Linked DNA regions of Siniperca chuatsi: region 2 is linked to region 1. A link is a contact called in public Hi-C data. All regions are on one chromosome and are shown on one strand. The core of a region is the stretch at or near the end of the contact, and the rest is flanking DNA. Distances in the headings are between cores, read along the strand shown.

Region 1 (7,136 bases), core at 2,238-4,737:
TCAATGAATATTCACATGGAGTTGTCTCGAGAGCAGCGCATTCATTGAGACTAGTGTAACCTACTATACACACAGAGCAAGGCGTATTACACAACCGCAGTAACATACTTCTCCGTGAATTCCCAGTTGCACATACATGCACATGGAGCGCCACATATCCAGTGTTTTTATTATTTGTTGGTAAATAGGATCACCCATTGTTACATAGCATTAAAAACTCACAGTGTTCCCTGTGATGTTTTGAGAACAGTGTGGTTTTCTCAGGCCCTGGGGAGCTCCTGCCTCTCTCTAGCCACGCTAGCCTTAATGAGACATCCGCATGCACAGGACACACTCTGCTCCTTCTAATCGAATGACTTGCATGGAGGGCCCCACCTGACCCACCCCCTTCCTTTTCCGTCTTTCTTCTTCTGGCTGTTGGTTTGCGTCTGCTCATTCTCGTTTCTTTTCTAGCAGATGGAACAGCATGGGCGTCTGAGCCTGTTTGCACAACCTGGACTGTACACTTCCTCTCCTCTCTTCTTCTTTACCCTAAGCTGACTCTGCTGAGCACATAACTCATAGTAGTCCTTGTTCTGGTCCACTGAAGTGACATGACGAAAATTAATTTCTAACTAAAGACCTTGTCTGGTGAAGATGACCAACAGTATTGTATAATAGTGTTATAGTCATTGAAAGGTCACTCGTCAGCTCGTGTAGTACTCAAGTAGGCCCTTTAAATGCATTGAAAAGATTGGGACTTTTTGAACTATCATAAAAGATCATAACTGAACTACAACAATCTATTTATAAATAAAATCTTATATTTCAAGTACTGTGATTTGTCTTCATACTTTATAGTCCTGAAACAATTGATGATTAAAGTTAGTTGATCAACAGAAAATTAATTCACAACAATTTTGATAATTTTGAAAAATGCAAAACATTTGAAGGTGCCATTTTTCTATATTAGGATGTGCTGCTTTTCTGTGTTTTATGTCATTGTAAATTTATTATCTTTGGCTTTCAGATTGACAGACTGGCAGAAATCATATCTATCTATAGCTTCTCTATGTAGGGGGCTTACTATGTAAAACTGGAAATCAGGTTTAGTCGTCAAGTTTTCAGAGTGCTACTGGCTGTCAACCTGCCCTTTGACCCCTCACTCTCTGCTCTAGTGAAAAGCGCCCTGATAGAGCTCACCAATTACAACTCTGCTTTGTTGAGAGTAGACAAAGAGCTGGCCTGAGGCATGGTTAATGTCCTTGATCTGAAAGTGCTGAAGGCAGTTTTGTGTGGAGGTTGTTCATGACTCTAAAGTTTGCATAAAGGGACGTAGTTTAACTCTGTGCTGGCTGTGTTTTGCGCCTGGCTTCCTCTTTTCTACAACAGCTCCCTTTACGCTTCTTGTCTCTCAATCTCGGTGTGATTCTCAGATGCTGGAGGTGAATCGACTGTTGTCTTTTGGCCTAGCGAGAACTCTGGATGAATGAGACTGAAATCACAACACAAGGTGTCGAAACAGACCAGTTTCATATTTCTCGCTTACAAGAAATACTGTACCTTGTGTGTTTACGCATTGTCAGCAGTCTGCTTTGGTTTGGATTGGGTAGATCAAGACCTCTGATGAATTGTGATCAATTGTAGGACTCCATCTCTGAGGAGGAGATTTTTATTTTTAAGAGATGTCATAGTTAAGGAGACCACAATGGCGTATGAAACCTGGGATTCTAATAGCCTACCCATGATTACACGCTCCTCCTCTTTGCCCAGAACCTTATTTGACCCTTAAAAGGACCCCCAAATGGGACTTGAACTTAGGGAAGTCAAAGCTATAAAGGGATTTGTAGCCTACTAACCATCCATGGTTTGGTAGTTGAAGAGGTTGTAGCAGAACAGAAGTTACTACCTATAACTGGCTCGTCAACCCCACCATGCCTGGAGGTAAGCGGTGGCCGACGAAGACACGTTTTGACAGATTCCCCAGCAGAGTTTTCAGTGGGAAAAGGGGCGTTCACCGGCAAGTGTCAAACTAACGGCTGCATCAAGCTTCCACAGATATGCAGAAAGTGACAGGAAGCTGAGCTATTCTGACTTAAAATAAAAGCAAAAAAAGCTCGCTGTGATAAACAGAACTAAATAAATAAGTTAAACTATACCGTTTGTTTGGGCAAAACCGGCCATTACTGTACATTGATCTACTTTAAAAGAGCTCCGAAAGTTTATTTTTCCATATGTAGGCTAATCATGTAAAAATCAGTATGACAGTGGCAACGACAAAGCTTTTATTTTGACAGGTCAAGGCGGAAGCGCTCTTCTTGTCCCGTTTACCTTGACACGGTTTCACTAACTGTCCGCCATGCCCTGCCTGAGTTTGCATTAGAGTGCGCCAGGGTAACGCGGCTGTATTATATAACTTTAACGTACCCACTGGTGTAATGGCGCAAGACCGAATATTGCCCCGCAGATCTGTCGATTCATTTGGGATTTATGCTGAAATCGCGAGCAAATGACCGATCGATCACTTTTTCCTCCTGCCGGCGACGTGCGTTAAAAGTTATCGACAGATCGACGAAAAGGGGCACACGGTGGGTCTCAGCCGCTCCAGTTAGGTCAGAGACGTTGTTGTATGTAGTTAGAAAATAGTTGATATTTCGGACGATGTTTTCCTGCCATACGGGGAGAGAGGCGGCAACAAATCCAGCTGACATTTCACCACGCAACATTGCTGCAAGGAAGGGGTTTTATTTGAGGGCTTGACTGTGTGGACATTGCGTTATTTCTCACATCCCCCCCCCCCCCAACTTGGACTGACGGGAGATGCCCTAACCGCCGCAGCGCATCCTTCTTTCACTGCAGGTACGGTCTACTTTTAGATGCAGACCACTTGTCTTCTCATTATGTATCGGGAGAAATATCGAGAGGTGAAAACTGGCTGTTCCCCCCCTCGAGGTAGGCCCACGATGAGCGTCCGCGGTGCTGCGTTGAAGGCGCACTGACAGCCCTGCACCGTGTGACACACTGAAAATATCGCCACCAGCGCCGGGAGATACCGTCATATTTTGTGTAACAAAAGAGAGAATGTTGCAAAAACCTACAAGGAACGGCTGCTTATCTGCGTGTTCCGGCTACAGGCGTGTGATCAGTGCAGTTTCCCATCGCAGCCAACAGGTTGCACTAATGCTGTAATGATGTGTTGCGCTGTTCGGTAGGAAAAGTACAGCAAGTCAGGAAACCCCAAACTTTTTCAACTTTAACATACCAAGGAGCGTCATTACCTTCTCTAAAAGGCATTAATTCAACAACCTCAGTTAGAGCAGATTGTGTCCCCATGTAGTCACATTGCAATATTGATTACACTATCCATAGAGCCGTCTATTCTGTAGCTTTCTGTGGGCGGGGAAAAGTGGTGAAACCCATGACCAAAACAAAAATCTTTCTAATTCTCAAAAATAAAAATCCTCTTTATTTTGTAATTTTTTTTTGAGAAACGCTTTAGTGCAGCAGTAGATGTGCAAAGGAAGTGCTGTAAACCGCTGCCCATAACGCACCATATAGGCCTATAGGCTGTCTTATATATGTACTATGGAGTAATGTCTTCTCAAGGTGTGACCGCCGGGAAGAAAACACCCGGTCGGCGACTTGCTTTGATCAGAAAATCACAAGAAATTATCCAGTCGTCATTAACTGCGGGCATTCAATGCGTTATTTCAAGGTAACCGGGTTTTTTTTATGTGACGTTTACTACATATAAATAGCAGACGGAGTTCAGAATGCGCTCAGCGACGCAGGCCTATGCGTGCGCGTGTGTTTGTAACAGCTTGCTTGGTTACAGTAACTTAGTTTATTTCTGCCCCTCCAGATATGGCAGCTATCATTGTTAATGATCGACAGATAAATTAGTGAGCTGCACAACCCTTACATACATAAAGCTCTTCTGTGCTGCCACATGATTTCGAGTTATTTTACTTACATTCATTTGATTTCATTATATTTTATTACATTTTTTGTAATGGAGTTTTGACTGATTTGTTCGTTTGCTCTCTCTACTCTCTTGCAAATGGAGATAGACAGTTATTGGTGACTGTTGCAAACGCCCAGAGGCCCATCATGAGTTAATCTCTTTGACTGATGGATGTTGTTTGCACACATGCATGGCTGTGACGGTCAGTGGCGCTGCCTGTAACACAAGTTATGCCTGGGCATGTCTTGCACTTCTTCACTCTAGAGTTGAGAGGAGGGCACAGAAATAACATGAACTTTATAGTCATTTATGTTATGTAATTCTTGTGGTCTCCTTCCCCCCTACTGATTGTGCTCAGCCTGGTTTGTGCCATTTGGGCCTCTGCCATATTGTTCCAGTGTGGGTGTAAGTGGAGATGATGACCTGTTTGATAGGGCTGCTGTCATTTCTTGAAAAATGAAAAAAATAATATCAAATAAGAGAATAGAGTAGGCAGAGGCGTAGTAGTAGACGTGAGCCTTGCACCGACAGTGTGTTTTAAACTGCGCCAAAACACATTTTTAATGCAGATGTTTCAAGACACTTATTACTGTAAAAGATCAATTTTTCAATAAGCTTTCTAATTTTTTCTTCTGGACTAGCTACTGCGTATGTATCATCTTATCCAGCATCAGCTCTGTTTTTATAGCCTAACCTTGTCTCTTCTCTCTCTCTCACTCTTTGTGTGTTGACTCCCCCTCACTGTCCTGTCAGGATAAAGAAATGGATCAGGGTGGACTGAAGCGCAATGGTAATCGCGACGACAGCCTGACATTTGGGGAGACAGGAGCCGGAGCAGGCAGAGATACAGGTGACACAGCTGGTTCGCTGTTCCAGTCTGCAACGCAGCTGTCTGGCCCCAGGTCTCTGCCCCAGCCCACAGTGGCTCCAAATGGAAGGGGTAGAACCAAAGACCAGGGGGAGCTTGGAGGCCTCTTTGAGTCCCCTCAGCATCCTGTCCTGTGTGAGGGGTCAGACTCGGAGGAGGGTAAAATCATCAGAATGCAGAAACAACGAAAACAACACCACCAGGATATTGGCGTATTCAACATGGAGGACAACTTGTTGAAACAGAGTTTTTCTGGTCTCGCCCGGACGCCCACCTCTGTCATCAGCACCTCTGTCTCCTCCGTCCTGGGCAACCTCCCTCTGCCCGATCTTTTTGCCCAGCAAATCAAGCAGGAGGGGACTTTTTCTCTGGATAAAGACTTGGGAACTGACAGCGAACACACAGGCGTTGGTCCGTGTGATTTGGATGGCAACAGCGGTCGCCTAATCGAGGATACCGAGATTTGGCAAGACCTGGACCTTCCTAGCTCGTTGCCAGATATCAGCGATTTTGAGTTGGATTCAGAAGTGGCACACTTGGATAACATTTTGCATGACAGCAGGGGTGGTGGTGGTGGTCCTGTCAGTGGCTTGCTAAAGGAAACAAAGTCTCTCATGGGTAACGGAGTAAGCTGTACCAATATGAAGGGCACAGACCAGCAGCAGCACCCCATACACCATCAGCATCACCAGCAGCAGCAGCCCCACCACCTTCTACAGCACCAGCAACATCAGCTTCACCGTCAACAGGAGCCTGCATCACTTCTCTCCAGCGTTATGATCAAGGAAGAAAAGGATCCCGACAACTCTTTCATCCACATCCGTACTCCTGGTGTGGTCAAACAGGAGAAGCAGGACAGCCTTGATTTCTGCCAGTCGCAGTGTCTCCAGAGCAGCATGGGCACACTCCATGGAGGAGGTCCCATGTCCTCGCCTATGGCCGTTGGTGCAGGACCTGGCTACCACTACACAGCCGACCCGTCCTCCATAGTGGGCCTACAAGACCAGAAGCCTTTTGGCATGTACTCAAACCTGCCTTTGGTGGGGGAGAGCTGGGCCGGGGGGAACAGGTATGGAGAGTCGCCTGGGATACAGAGGGGTGACGATGGGCTCCCCTCCGCCGCAGCCTTGGCAACTTTTTCTGTCAACTTTTCCAGGTAGGACTTGTTAAATTACTTCATCCCCTGTGACTTGGTGTTTGTGTGCTTAGAGAGTATTTGCTGTGCTTTTAAAATGTTAGAATAAGTAAAAATATCAGTGCAAGCAAAAGAAGAGTTGGCTTGATGATTCAAACTGTACTGCAGTCATGGCTGTGATATGTTTCTCAGAGTACAATTTGTGTGTGTGTTTTGGTCTTTGCTGCCTTTTCTAAACATCTAAAAAATCTGTCAGAAGCTATTAGCAGTATGACCCTAAAGGCAGAACATGCAGGATGTGACTTTTAATGCCGCTTTTTGATGCAACTTGTTTGTTTATCACTGCAATCATTGAAATTGCAATCGTGTATGTTTTAGCAGGAAATAAATTCTCTGGACAGGCACAGTATAGCCTTGCTATTTTATGAAATTAACTAATTATCCTTTTTGAAGAGGTGATGAATGATACTAAGTGTAATATGTGACAGTGAATTACAAATTGATTTTAAAATATGTGAATCATAAGCAAAACCTGACAGTCTAGGGAAAGTACAGATAATTTTATCCTAAAATTTTTTTTTTAAAATTGCTTTTTCCTTTTGCACTTTGGTTCTCTCAACCACAAAAGATATCTGTGCTGGTCTCTGTTGATGCTCCTTAAATCAGTTCAAGTTCAGAGTGATGTATCAGGGCACTTCAGTTTCCTGCAGGACACCTTGACTGTGCATTTGGGAAATGATGGCAGTCGATGCCCGATTCTTCCAGTTACATTCTAGCACAAGGGATCATTACTTCAATAAGCTAAAAAAAAAAAAAAAAAAAAGAGTGCTCAGGTGTTGTATGTTTGTCTGTGGCATTTTTTTTATGAGGGAAGTGCTAGCACCCCTAGGGTGGAGGACATCTGGCGCTTATCACCTCCAATAAGCAGACACAGAAGGGAACACATTTCTCCAATTCATCCACAACGCATCACATTTTAGGAACGCCATAAAAAATAGGAATAAATTCTCGTTTATTTACAGGATTATTGTCAGAGGAGGCAGATGTTAGAAAAGTTGATGAATTAATTGAAGAGTTGCCAGTTTACAAGGAGCCAGGAGGGAAAATAAACACTGTTGAATAAGGAAATTAAGACATTTAGTTGCGCTGAGATCACCCTGAAGACATAGTTAGGCAGTATATAAACATTT
Region 2 (7,136 bases), core at 2,472-4,971, 38 kb after region 1:
TCCACCCCAACCTTCTCACTAACAGGTTTTGCAGCTCTATAACATAACACCACCCACCACCTTTGCTTCCGACAAGCAACAATCATAAGTTGCATAGCCATAAGGCCCTAGATGTAAATGTATAATTTAGACAAATTGCAAATGCTGTAAATTTTCTAGTGAGTCTCGCCTCAACGTCTACTTCACAGGAGCACATACAATGTGTGTATAATTGCAAACAATTGAAAGTGCTCAATCTAGGGGGGGCTGATGCTATGAAATGATGATTGAAGTGACAGCACTGTGTAGGAGATGTAGACACTCAGATGTGAGAAGGGGTGGGCGGGTGAATGGAGTTTAGTGGGAGAAAAAGAGAGAAGAAAAAAGGGAGGCATCACACAATCACATGATGATTTCTGAAACAAGGGTAGCTTTATAACTGTCCTCCACTCAGTATTTCAAAGACCAGATCAGCACACACACACACACACACACACACACACACACACACACACACACACAAGCTTCCTAGTGATACACACAGAAAACACACACATATGCTGTGTACGCTTGTCTCCGGGTAAGTGAGTTGGATAATCCCATGACTCGCCTGACCTCCTCCATACTTGGGGGCGGGGTGTTGGTGGGGGAGGTGGAGGCGTCTGCCCCAGCAGCAGTAATACGAATATTATATAACCTTGGCAGATGAGGCGGTGTGAGGGGCAGAGGAAGGAGGAAGAGGGGGAATGCGATGAGAGATGACGAGAGAGACGGATGTGATGGAGAGAGAGGAAGTGAGTAGGGAAAGGCAGGAAGGGAAAAGTACAGTAAAACAGTGAAATTACACAATAGAGATTATAAAGTCAGAGAACAGAATGTTTTTTTTTTAGTTTTTACATAATGGGTTGATGATGCATGCAATAGGACTGCACAGTATTACCAAATAATTACATTGCATTTATTTTGTCACATTTTTATTATAAAGAAATAAAATTTTTGTATTGCAATTTGAATACAGACCTACATCACACCTACATTGTTTATACAGTGTTTAATGATATCAGTAACATCACAGCATATAAACTGAATGTGTTTTTTTATAATCTACATGTCCATTGTGTTACATTTGTAACAGGAACCTGTTGGATTTTTGAATTCAAGTTGCACATGCCAGTTAGCACAGAATATAAGGATTAATAACAATAATAATAATAATAATAATAAGAGGATTCTGTGCTTTACCACAGTGGCTAATGTCTGCTTATTGTCCTGGGACCACACAAGTTCATTTGTATAGATAAAGATACACCTGAACCTATATCATAACTGCCACAATATTTAGTCAATTAATCGATTAGTTGATCGCCCAAAAATTAATCAACAACTATTTTGATAATTGATTAATCGTTTGAGTCGTTTTCAAGCTAAAATACCAAATATTTAGCTCGTTCCAGCTCCTCCAGTCAGGATTCGCTGGGGGGGTTTTCTGTTTTATATCATTGTAAACTGAATATTTCTGGGTCTTTGACTGTTGGTCAGACAAAACAAGATATTTGAAGACATCGCCCTGGACTCTGGGACCCGTGATAGGTATTCTGACATTTTATAGATAAGTCAACTAATCAATTAATTGAGAAAGTAATCTATGCGGCTCAAAATGATAACGTGTCACAATACCAGCAATTCTGCAATACATAATGTGTACATAACATATTGCAAAACATTCAATGATGATACAGTATGGTGTCTGTAAGCAAAAACCGAATATTACCACTGAAATGAACAGTGGTATCTTGTAACTTGTTGCCATTTTGTATCCTGACTGAATCAAATAAGCACACAGTCCAATAAATATCATCCCAGTCTACAAATTGAGTGTGTGTACCGCTAACATGGGCTGGCATACCAGGTGAACACAAGTAACATCATGTTTTGCCTTTTGAATGTAGATTTCACCCTCTTCTCTACAGGTCCCCAATAATGGTTGGCCTTTCAAAGAACCCATTCACTATCAGAGAGTAGGCAGAGCATGGTAGATGTTCATTGTGTGCCAAGGTCGCCGTAAAAAGATGGAAATAAATATTTTGCAGAAACTAATATGAATGCTATAACTACAACTATTCAGCTGATATGAATGTGCTTGGGATATACAATAAAAATCTAGTTTGTCATTTCTACCCACTCAGGCTTTCTCAGTGTTTTCTGGAATTTAAAAGGACTGCAAATTATACCAGAAACAATAGATTGCCACCCAAAAAACAGCTGTGTTTGCCATCAAAAGTGTTGCAAAACTAAATTAAGAAAGGCACTGTATATGAACATCATCCAATGGTTTTAGACATAGCCTAGTTCCCAAAGAAATTTAGAAGTTTATTGTATCAAAGTGAACCACTACAAGACTTTTTACTCAACAGTGAGATGTAATAAATGAATAAAAGCAAGTTAGAAACCACACTAATGCATACATTAGTTTTCCCAAATGTCTCCCATAATGTGTTTGGCCAAGTCTACCAGTTTCCATGTTTGTGTCAAGCCTCTGTGAGCACTGTGAATGTTCTCATATTCTACATTTCTCTGCTGACAGAAACCACTTCACTCTCCCACTGCCCATCTCATACTTTCTGCTCCCACACATTAGCCTAAAAAAGCTTTGATCTTAATGGAAAAAACTACCCTCTCATCGGTTCCCACTGTAGTCACTGGTATACGATTCCCCAGTGACACCGCAGGTCAGCCCAGTTCAGTTCTCCCTCCATAGTTGCTACAGGCACTTTGTTTGTTGTGGACTGTCATTAGTGCTGATCTGTCTTTTCCACCGCCTCATCATGTAATGTTATGTCATTAAGAAAATGTATAACACATTTATGCTCTAGTTTGATTGTATTCTGATGTAAATTAAATTAACAGTTGGCATGTTTATGTGATTAATTAAAAATCAACATCTGGTTATTAGATTATTCTTACCAACAATGGAATAAAATGTACAATGGAGGCACTGCTTTATTCCAAACTAAGTAACTGGGGAGATAAGTCAAAATTGATTTCCAGTTGTTCATTGTCACTCTTTATAAATGTACTATTTGTGTAGAAATAGAGAGGATTGTGCATTCCTAACAAAACCCTGCAGACACATACTGTCAGTTGCAGCAGGAATTCATTTATTTTTATTGTTTTTGCACTTGAGTCTTGTTGCCAAGGACCTCCAACATTTCTGCACAGCCTCTCAGTATTGACACATATTGTTAGCATGTGTTCACACAGAAAGAAATGTTTGTAGGTAGAAGTAAAATAGTGAGGGAAGTGATTGGCAGCATGCCTCAGAGCGTAAACACTCTCTGACCTGCTCAGATTTTTCTTACATTTGCCTTTTTAAGACGCGGTGCGTGACTGGTACAACCAATTCTGTGCAAAACACACACACATAAATGTGTGCACAGGCGCTAAGAGCAGTGGGGGCGGAGAAAGAGCAGCAAAAGACAGTGAACTGCAACCTGCTTTTATGTGTTTATTCATATCTTCTGCTCAAGTCCCTTCTGAAAGTATTGGTGATTGTGTGTGCAGGTGTGTTGGATTATTACACTTCTGAAGTTTTCTGCATATGTGCACCGGACTGTCTTTATTTGTGTGTTAATCACTGTGTGCAGTGTGCATCTGCTTGTGACGTGCTCTTGTTTATCAGCACACACAAGTCATTTTTGCTGTGTGTGTGAGTGAGGGACTGAGTAAGTGCACATGTTTATTGTGCTCTGGTCCTGTATGGAGGCGTTCCTAATGAGGCTTGAATCTGCGCTGCTTGGCTCAGAGCCACACTTGCTGGCTCAGCGATGGGAGGAGCATGTGAGTTGTAGGAGTAGGGGGGTTATAAATGTTTAATTCATACACCACCCTGTGGTCATTTTAATTATATTACCAGCATTTTAAGTCATGTTACAATAGAATAGAATAGAATTGTGTAACATGTAATATTTCTTTAGCTGTCTAATGCATAAAATAATAAAAATGGCAATCAATTATCTTTTCTTCTTCTTTAAGATAAAACATTTAACATAAAATACTGATAGAGCCAGAAAGATGAGCACATAGCAGGACACCATACTCCTCATAATGGAGGTTCAAAGAGGACCGTTTCTATAAATACCCTACTACTGCTGGACTGATGATCCAAAGTTAAGACCGTTACATATTAGAAAGCATCTGCCAAAATTGTCAGAGTGCCAGTGTTGCAGATAAAGTCTAATCATAGTGTGTACAGGTCAAGATATTGAGTTCATTTCAGTGTCTTACAATGTATTTACCATGGAAAATCCTGTAAATATTATGGAAAACCTTATCAATAACACAATCTGTCTTGCATTACATTACTGATGTATCATACAGTTTACAGTATGTACAGGATCAATTGCACAACACGGTGGAAATGACTGTTGGGTACATAGAGTATTTTGGTTTGTTTATAGGATTTTGGTGTCAAATGTGGGTCAGAGTGTTGTTTAGGTTGATGACTATCTGTATCAGAAAGTAAAAAACTGTTGCAAGTTGTGGGTTTGGTAAGTTTCAGAATGAGCCATACATAGTCATTTAGGTGTTAGTCATGCAGCCTTCTAGGTCTGTGGTTGAGTTATGTATTTTGAATAAACCTTTTTGTCTTGGTGTATTTTCCACCACATTTTTATTTGCGTTCACAAAGCTAAACCTCCTTTTAATTGTCATTACAGCATGCTGTGCATTTTGTTTTCTAAAAATTGCTAAACAATAAATCATAAAACATATGATTTTATTTTTGACTGCAAAATGGAAGCTATTTCTAGTTTCATTTGGACTTTATGTGTTTTAGCATCTCCAAAAAAATGTATTTTGTATAGATAGTGTCATCACTGTGAGGGTCACGCCCCCTCTTCCAGACTCTGGGAACAAGCTCCCCGCTCTCCCATCCCCCTCTGTTTATGCCATCTGCAAAACAGTGTGATTGTATACTTTTCTGCCAAAAGTTCAGCTGGCATCACTTTCTGAATCCTGCTACTATTTGAAAATGTCTGCATGTGTTGGGAATGATCTTGTCTAGTGCAGTGTTAAGCTATGGATAAACTTCTTAACTGGACGTCTACCAAGATCCACCACCTCCACTCCCACTTGGTCACAGTCCAATTTGCATAAGCAAGTGTCGTCTTTCCAATGACCATGAGGCCCTGGCTGCTTTGAATTTAGGTCGTGCTTGTTTGGGGAGACAGGTGGGGGCGGCTCCAGGTCTGTGAGACAGACACTAACAAATTTAATTTATATACTCTCTCCACTCAGCCGCTCCTGTCTTGCAAACATGGCTCTGTAGCTTGAAAGCCATGGAGAGAAAATGGGTAGAAACAAGACTTGGATCATTAGTTGATGATACAATATAAGCACCAAGGCTAAGATATCTATAGGCCTGAATGTAAAGACATTATCAAGCTCAGCAAGCCAACTCTGTTACATAATTCCCGTATACATTCCAACTAGTGTGGTACCAAAACAAACAAGGGAGAAAAGATTTAAGCCTTCCTAATGCTGTCAAATTCCTGTCATGGATTACACAGCATTGTCAATCCAACAGTAGTCTGGAGCCTGTTTGGCCACAACACGCCCCTAAGTTCTCAGTTACTTCAAGTCTTATCATAGACAGTGGAGGATAATGACAACTCTGTGTGTGTGCAAGTTTAATGTGCATTGTAACAAAATTGGAGGCTTGGAGTGAGATTTAGAGCTTAGTTACTGCAGAGAAGAGCTGTCGCCAGCTTCATTGGGTTAGCCTTATTTGCTTACACATTAAGCATTAATGAAGAAACGATCAAAATTAACAAACCTTCAACTATATCACATTTAAGTTAGAGAACTTCATCTGAAAACAACCTCCCAGTCAGTTATACTGAAATGAATGCTTTGCATCATTGTGCTCCATTACAGAAAAGACTGTTTAATATACAGTATGTGTGCTGTTTTGTTCCAGTTATTTGCCTCTCTTCCCATTGATTTTTTTGCAAGAACCTATTGTACAATATAGTTTCATTCTTTAAGGAATACCATCATTGTTCTGAACATTCAAGCCCTTGTCCACATCAACTTTTTTGCCATTACCATAGGAGAAGACTCCATCGATCACAGAAACAACAGCACAATCAAAATGTTTATCTTTTTTCAGTTCAGATATTTCCCTTAGTCGACCGGATTTGTTAAAAGGGTTTTCATGTCTCCTAGCAACAGTACAACCGACCATTGAGGCTGTTGATACCTGTAAACCAGCCCGCCTTGAATTTATCACAAACATCTTTATATTTACATGCCGTCTTTGTATATCTCTCTCCGTCACCCAGAACAGGAGAGACCAGCAGTTCTACGGTGCTGGGCCAAACCAAGCCCAGTGGGCAGACCCATAAGATCTGCTTGGTGTGTTCAGACGAGGCCTCCGGATGCCACTACGGGGTTGTAACCTGCGGCAGCTGCAAGGTGTTCTTCAAGCGGGCCGTCGAAGGTTGGTCTCACACGCCTACCTGCCTGCATTCCGTCACTCACTCATTCACTCAGACATGACACACTACTTGTAAACACCGAAAACTCAGATTTTAGATTTGAATAATGGGATTTACACAAATCATTGTGAGGAAAAAGTTTGAGAACAAGTATGTAAATTGAAAAAATGTGTTTTCATTTAAACCTTTTTCATTTTGAACTGATGAATTGTGGCCACATTCACACCAGGTTATAATCAGATTTGCATATTCATGTCCATGTATTCTGTATTATGCAGCCAAAACCTTGTACGTGTGCACCTAATAGCAATGGTTAGCATCCATTAACTTTGTACATTTTGTCCCAAAGATTCTCATTCATTTGAGTAACATAAGATCAGCTCTTGAAGCTGTTTGCAGTGAAACATCTCTGCTGTTTCTCTTTTCTTAGGCAGCAGAAGATTAAATTATTTCTCAAAATGCAAGGTCAGAGTGGAATAATAAGGTTCTTGTTGAGCACATGACACGTGTTATGTACTGTACTTGCATTTTTGTGCGTTTGAGTCTTAGTCCTGACCTTGCATGTCACTGCCTCCTCTTGCGTTTCCTGTTTGTCCTGTTTTAAAGCAGAGATGCATTGCGAGTAATTTTGACTGACAACAAATTGCAGAGAAAGAAGCT

Evidence for each region. Hi-C and Micro-C count contacts between places; a contact is called where the count stands out from the background.
Region 2: a contact with region 1 is called in a Hi-C map of liver, with 1.6 times the contacts expected there. The contact joins the enhancer-like site here to the promoter of LOC122888750 in region 1. A contact is called at or near these places in 3 of 3 Hi-C or Micro-C datasets (liver, skeletal muscle and an unstated tissue).

The regions. Positions count from the first base shown.
Region 1 is chrLG14:18,134,760-18,141,895 of ASM2008510v1, forward strand. LOC122888750 (glucocorticoid receptor) reads left to right here and starts at 3,488. Exons shown (of 9, transcript XM_044223559.1): 1 at 3,488-3,694; 2 at 4,697-5,967. The coding sequence starts at 3,680.
Region 2 is chrLG14:18,172,935-18,180,070 of ASM2008510v1, forward strand. It overlaps LOC122888750 (glucocorticoid receptor), which reads left to right. Exons shown (of 9, transcript XM_044223559.1): 3 at 6,321-6,478. Among protein-coding and RNA genes, the nearest start is that of LOC122888750, 38 kb to the left of the region's middle. Within about 2 kb of position 3,722, the one cell type or tissue checked has an H3K27ac peak away from gene starts, as active enhancers do. A contact at or near this core is called in liver, where this site is marked.